Regions from separate parts of the Zea mays genome. Here region 1 is linked to region 2. A link is a contact called in public Hi-C data. All regions are on one chromosome and are shown on one strand. Each heading gives the region's core, a stretch centred on a gene start, on an enhancer-like site or on the middle of the called end of the contact. The rest is flanking DNA. Distances are from core to core; before and after follow the strand shown.

Region 1 (2,707 bases), core at 183-2,682, 180 kb before region 2:
CTTATAACTTCGAGGGGGGGGGGGCTTAGAGATCAAGTCCCCCGGTATGGTGGGCTCCTACTTAGGTAAAGCCATGGTAGGTCCTCAGGGGTCAAAGCATCAGGACCATGGGTTCATCAATAATCTCTTTTTAGGGGGGGGGGGTTAGAAGATGTCTTGTCATCATATGAGGGTATGGTTTTCTTCGGGCACTGACATAGGCCCTCAGGTTTCGTTGCTAGTGCGACAACGGTGATGGAGGCCCACCAACGTCCACCTTGCTAAGACGAGCAGGAGCCATGATGAGAGATTGGTATGGTAGAGGAAGAATTGGTGGCTCTCTTATACAACCGGAGCACCAGATTTGCCGATGAGAGGACAACAAAGCGACCTTGATATAGATCTTGACCAAATCGAGGATTAGAATTAGGGTTAGGGTTACGGAAATGAAACGATAGAGGACAAGAGTTCGAGATATAGGTAAATATGATAGATAAGATGATCGGTAAAACACTGGAGACATGTTGCAATGACTTGCTAGCGTGCCTCGCCTAGACGAGTGAGAGTCGAGATGTGACTCAAGAGAAGTCGAGAGAACTCAGAGGAGGTGAAGGCAAGTATGGGAGGAGAGATGATCGTAGGAGTGAACTGACTATAGAAATAGACATACCAGAACTGCATTGTCTCCTTTCATAAGGAGCATTAGAAATAGATAGATGAGACCATAACCACACGTCTCCTTACACATAGAGATTGCAAAATAGCAAAGTGTCAACACTTGGGGTGGTGAAATTAAATATTTTTAGAGGGATTTACAATTTTGTCGCTATCGACAGTGGACTTCGCTAATTTGCCATCGGACCCACAAATCATAGACACAAATAGACCCACAAACCAGAGACGTAGATGGCAAAATAGCAAAGTGTCAACACTTGGGGTGGCGAAATTGCAAATATTTCTACACAAACCATGTTCGTGCTGGCACCACATGCCTTTTTTGTGGCCTAAGTATGGCATGAGCCTCGTACCGAACTAGCACGAGCCTACGTGCCTATTTGTTTCAACTTTTTTTTCTGATTCTGACCATCAAAAGCTGCTGTGGACTGACAAACACCTAATTTTTCAGCATGCTTATATGAGAATCACTTCGGTAAAAATTGTCCAAAATCAACGATCAAGCCGTCATGATAGTAGGATCCTGTCACTTTTTAGACCATAAACTTTATGAATGTCTTTATCTTACTTCGCACGTAATTCTCATAATAATTAAAATTTCCTCATATAGTTAGATTATCAAAATGGTTCGTCAGAAAAAGCCGAAACAAACGTGACATACGGCTTTCGGCCCATGCCAGGTTTGGGTCGGGCTTTGGTGGGTCGGTCACGGGCAGCCAGATGGGTAACATGTATATCCGCAAGGCACCCCCGAGCGGCTCATCTCATCGGCGACTACCAAAGAGCAATGGTGGGACGGAAGCCGATGCGCCGGCGCCGAAGTGACCGGCAACCGCCGCCGCAATCCTTCGGCGCCACGGCTCGCCCGAGTTCCCCACGCTCGTTCGACTCCACAACCGCCGCCGCTGCCGCAGTTGCCACCGACCTGGACGAGCTGCTGCTGACGGCGCCGCCGCCGTCCGCGTCGGAGCCCCGGAGCTTCTCCTATGCGGTGAAACAGCAGTGCTGGGAGAAGGCGGAGCGGCTGCCCGGACGTGACCCGGAGAGGTGGCGCCGCGATGCGCTCGGCAACATCGTCTTCCGCAAGCTCGTGGGTTGCCCCGGCTGCCTTTGCCACGACTACGACCACATCGTCCCCTACTCCAAGGTCCCTGATTCCAACGACAATCCCAAATCACTTGTTCCGAGTTCCGACGCTTCCCCTTGCTATTAGTCTATTATTTTTTGTGGAGATTGATGCAAAACCCTGGGAACCCAGCGGTTCCTGGACCTCGATAAGACACTAATATATGTTCTTCCAAATTTTAGTGCTTTTAGATGGTATTCCCTCCGTTATTTTTCAGATGTCGCGTTTTAGTTCAAAAATGAACTAGTGGACGGCAAATATTTGAGAGCGGAGGTAGTATATACGCTGAGTTTTTTTGTGCTGTTGTATCAGAAAATCACTGACCCTGTTAAATTGACAGGGCGGGAAGAGCACATTGGAGAATTGCCAAGTTTTGCAGGTACATCATGTTTATTCTTCTGTACGAAGTCTTCCCATCGTTGTTGTTTTGAGAATCACTCCGTTGGGAGTAAAATACAATTTCGGTTCTTAAACTTGTGTGACTGTGTTATCTCGGTCCATAAACTTTTAAAATATGCCTCTTTAATCGTTGTTCGGGTCTCTGTTACATCCAAAACAGATCGAAACAGATAAGGTACCTCTTCCTCTTCTCCATGGATGTTAAAGAGGCAAAAGAAACAGGCAGAGAGAAGCAACACCAGATGATCATGGGGTTGCTGGCGGTGAAGAAGAAGCAACCCATGCATAGTACGCGAGCGGAAGATCATCAAGAGCACCGCCAAAGACGGCAAGAAGGCCTGGGTGCTGGCCTGTCCAGCGCAGGGATCGCCACCCTGCCGCTGCAGCAGCTTCTGTGGCCATGGCATCGAGGTGCGTGTCGGCGCGGACGCCATGGTCCTTGAGCACTGGGAGCCCATGCAAGAAGGCCTTCTGGTTTCGGTCCATCCCAAAGGAGCCCATACCAGTGCGGTCTACCGCTTCATGGCC
Region 2 (2,897 bases), core at 302-2,801:
GAATTCCCGAAGGTGAGCAGTTTGGAGTTTGGTTCTCTGGTGCACCGGACAGTTCGGTGCGCCAGACCAGGACACACTTCGGTTGTCTTTTGCTCTCTTTATTTGAATCTTTTCTTGGTCTTTTTATTAGTTTGTTGTGAACCTTTGGCACTTGTAAAACTTATAATCTAGAGCAAACTAGTTAGTCCAATTATTTGTGTTGGGCAATTCAACCACCAAAATCAATTAGGAAAAGGTGTAAGCCTATTTCCCTTTCACTTTGCCTCTGGCTCAGGCCAATGGGACATAGGACCATACAAACACTCTCTAAAATGACACTTACGCCAACCGTATGGTTGCAGGAGAATAAATTAGTAAATTTATGCAAAAAATAACATAATTTTGGATATTTGTTATGCACTCACATAATCAATGTTGGGACATACGAAGTACTTCAGAGTGTCCTCACATAAGACAACATGATCTCCACAATTGCATCGAGGCGGAGACTCCAGTCGTCTTTTCTGTGGCTAAGTCCTTCTCCTCATCCGTCATTGGTGGCAGATTCAGGGGAGGAGGCACCCAACGCTTAAAAGTTCATGACTATTCCTTTCGCACAACCAATAGGCGAAAAGGAGATACTGAGGGTCAAATTTATCAGGACCGTCAATCCACTGGAAAAACACCTCAGGTGCTAATACACAAATGGAATGACACATTAATACACATCTAGTAAACAATAATAACATACAAGTCATAAGCTACGTACGTTAAAACCACCACAAAGGTAGACGCAGCGAACAACCGTGTCTGGATGTTTGAATTGACATACCCAAGCCGATCTGCCACAATCACAATTAGACACAGGAAGATCAGGTGGAACATGAGCATCCTTACTAGATACATCCGAATATAACTCTCGAGGACGACATCTCTTCTGCCACAACACCCTCGATACATATCTTTTATCTAAGAAACGATTATATTTTAACACAACTATATGCAAATAACAGAAATTATTTTAACTTACAAATACACCTATTTCACAATATCTAACAAATTATAGTCATTATATGAACTATATATCCTAGGAATCATAACTAATAGCAATATGAGCAACAATCAAAACTAGACAACGCAATATACGTAATAAACGAATCAGTGAGACACCATACCTTGGTCTACAAAGTTTCCAACTCGAATACGAAAATTCGAGCAACTCTTGTTGGTTTGGAAGAAGATTGAAATGGCTGGACGCAACTCTCGTCCAGGAAACAACCGATTTATACTCCCCTAGCTCGGTGACAAGATTTGTGGTGCCTAGCTTGGCGCCAAGATCTATGGCGTAGAGTTAGGAGACACGTCGGCGACACAGCAGCCCTGATCGTCGCTGCCACGTTAGAGCTCGGTGCCATAGGCTATTGGTGGTGCCATAGGCTATGGTGCCGAGATGTGCTGCCTCGGCGCTATAGATCATGACATCGAGTAAAGGATACAAAACATGAAATAAGTCTTTCAAGTGTCTAAAAATGATTTTTTATTAAAATAAAAAAATTTCGGCCACTATGGCGGTTGGCTTCATCGTCACCGCGCTACACGCTACACTCGACCAGTTCCTACTCCCCAGGCCAACAAAATCACCTCCCGCACCTCCGCGATTCTTCTCGAAGACTCGAACCGCCTGGAATCAGAATCGCCGTTGTCGGGAATCGCTCCGATGCCCGCGGCGATCGGGAGGCGGCCGCCCGAACGCCGGGTCTAGACCTCGCGTGCGATGGCGAGGTCGAGGCCTAGGGTTTGGCTCGTGGCGGGCTGCGCCGCCGTCATCCTGTGGGCCTCCGTCGCGCAGCTCGTCGCCGTCGGCCGCTTTCTCCTCCTTTTCGGCCTCGTGGGCGACGCCGATCCCTCGCCGCCACCTTCCGCGCTTCCGCCCCCGAGTGCGTGGTTTCCTTAATGTGTTTGTATTTCTAGTGTAGTTCGATTTGATTTGGTGCTTATCACTGCTCTATTGCATCATTCATTGCATGGAACTTCATAGAGTACTGAGCGAGTAAAAGTGGAAAAATATTGTGAGTTACATTACAAATGCTGAAGGGTATGAGTATCTGTTTCGTACGAGTGCACAGCTGTTATTGTTTGTACGCAACTTGCCATGGGCACGTTTAGTAAGCTGTAAATGTTGCTGCTGAATGCATTGATGCGACTAATGATATAAAAATAAAAGTATGTTGACTTGGAAAGTCAAAGTCATGCCAAACTTATACTGTTGTATACCGATGCTTTGATCGATTGAAAGCCTTGTACCTTTCTAGAGGCACTATTGTGAAATGTGAAGTCACGAATAGGCTTCCTGTTTTGTTGAAAACTTGAATTAAACTGTTGTAGATTCTGTAGACCGTTGTTGATACACGGTTTTGCTGCATTCAATCGCCACTGGAATACGGCAATTTGATCACTGTTAAATTTTCCAGGAATATACATGAGCAATGGTTATCTGAAGATATCTTGTAATGGGGGTCTGAATCAGATGCGCTCAGAGGTTATTATTGTCTACTTCTTCCATTCACCATTTTATTTCTTTTTTCTTTCTTAACTCTATTTGCTTTTTGATACCTCCATTTTGTTCAGATTTGTGACATGGTGGCAGTTGCTCGTCTTCTAAATCTCACTATGGTTGTCCCCGAACTTGACAAGAGATCATTCTGGGCTGATCAAAGGTAACCACCATTTTCTTTGAGGGATGCAGTCTATGGAATTAACCATATTGACATCTAAAGCGAGTAGTGCTTGTTATGGTTGACAGTAATTTTGGAGATATATTTGACGTGAGGCATTTCATCAACTCTTTGAGAGATAAGGTGCACATCATTGAACAGCTTCCAGAGAAGCTTGGTCCAAGAGATTCAAACATTATTATA

What was found. Hi-C and Micro-C count contacts between places; a contact is called where the count stands out from the background.
Region 1: a Hi-C map of leaf shows a contact between it and region 2, with 5 times the contacts expected there. The contact joins the promoter of LOC100382155 here to the promoter of LOC103631769 in region 2. A contact is called at or near these places in 3 of 25 Hi-C or Micro-C datasets (bundle sheath, leaf and tassel).

What each region holds. Positions count from the first base shown.
Region 1 is chr1:14,966,067-14,968,773 of Zm-B73-REFERENCE-NAM-5.0, reverse strand. LOC100382155 (HNH endonuclease) reads left to right here and starts at 1,432. Exons shown (of 4, transcript NM_001174915.1): 1 at 1,432-1,801; 2 at 2,121-2,159. The coding sequence starts at 1,442.
Region 2 is chr1:14,784,873-14,787,769 of Zm-B73-REFERENCE-NAM-5.0, reverse strand. It overlaps LOC103631769 (O-fucosyltransferase family protein), which reads left to right and starts at 1,551. Exons shown (of 8, transcript XM_008653232.4): 1 at 1,551-1,916; 2 at 2,451-2,518; 3 at 2,608-2,696; 4 at 2,783-2,897. The coding sequence starts at 1,754.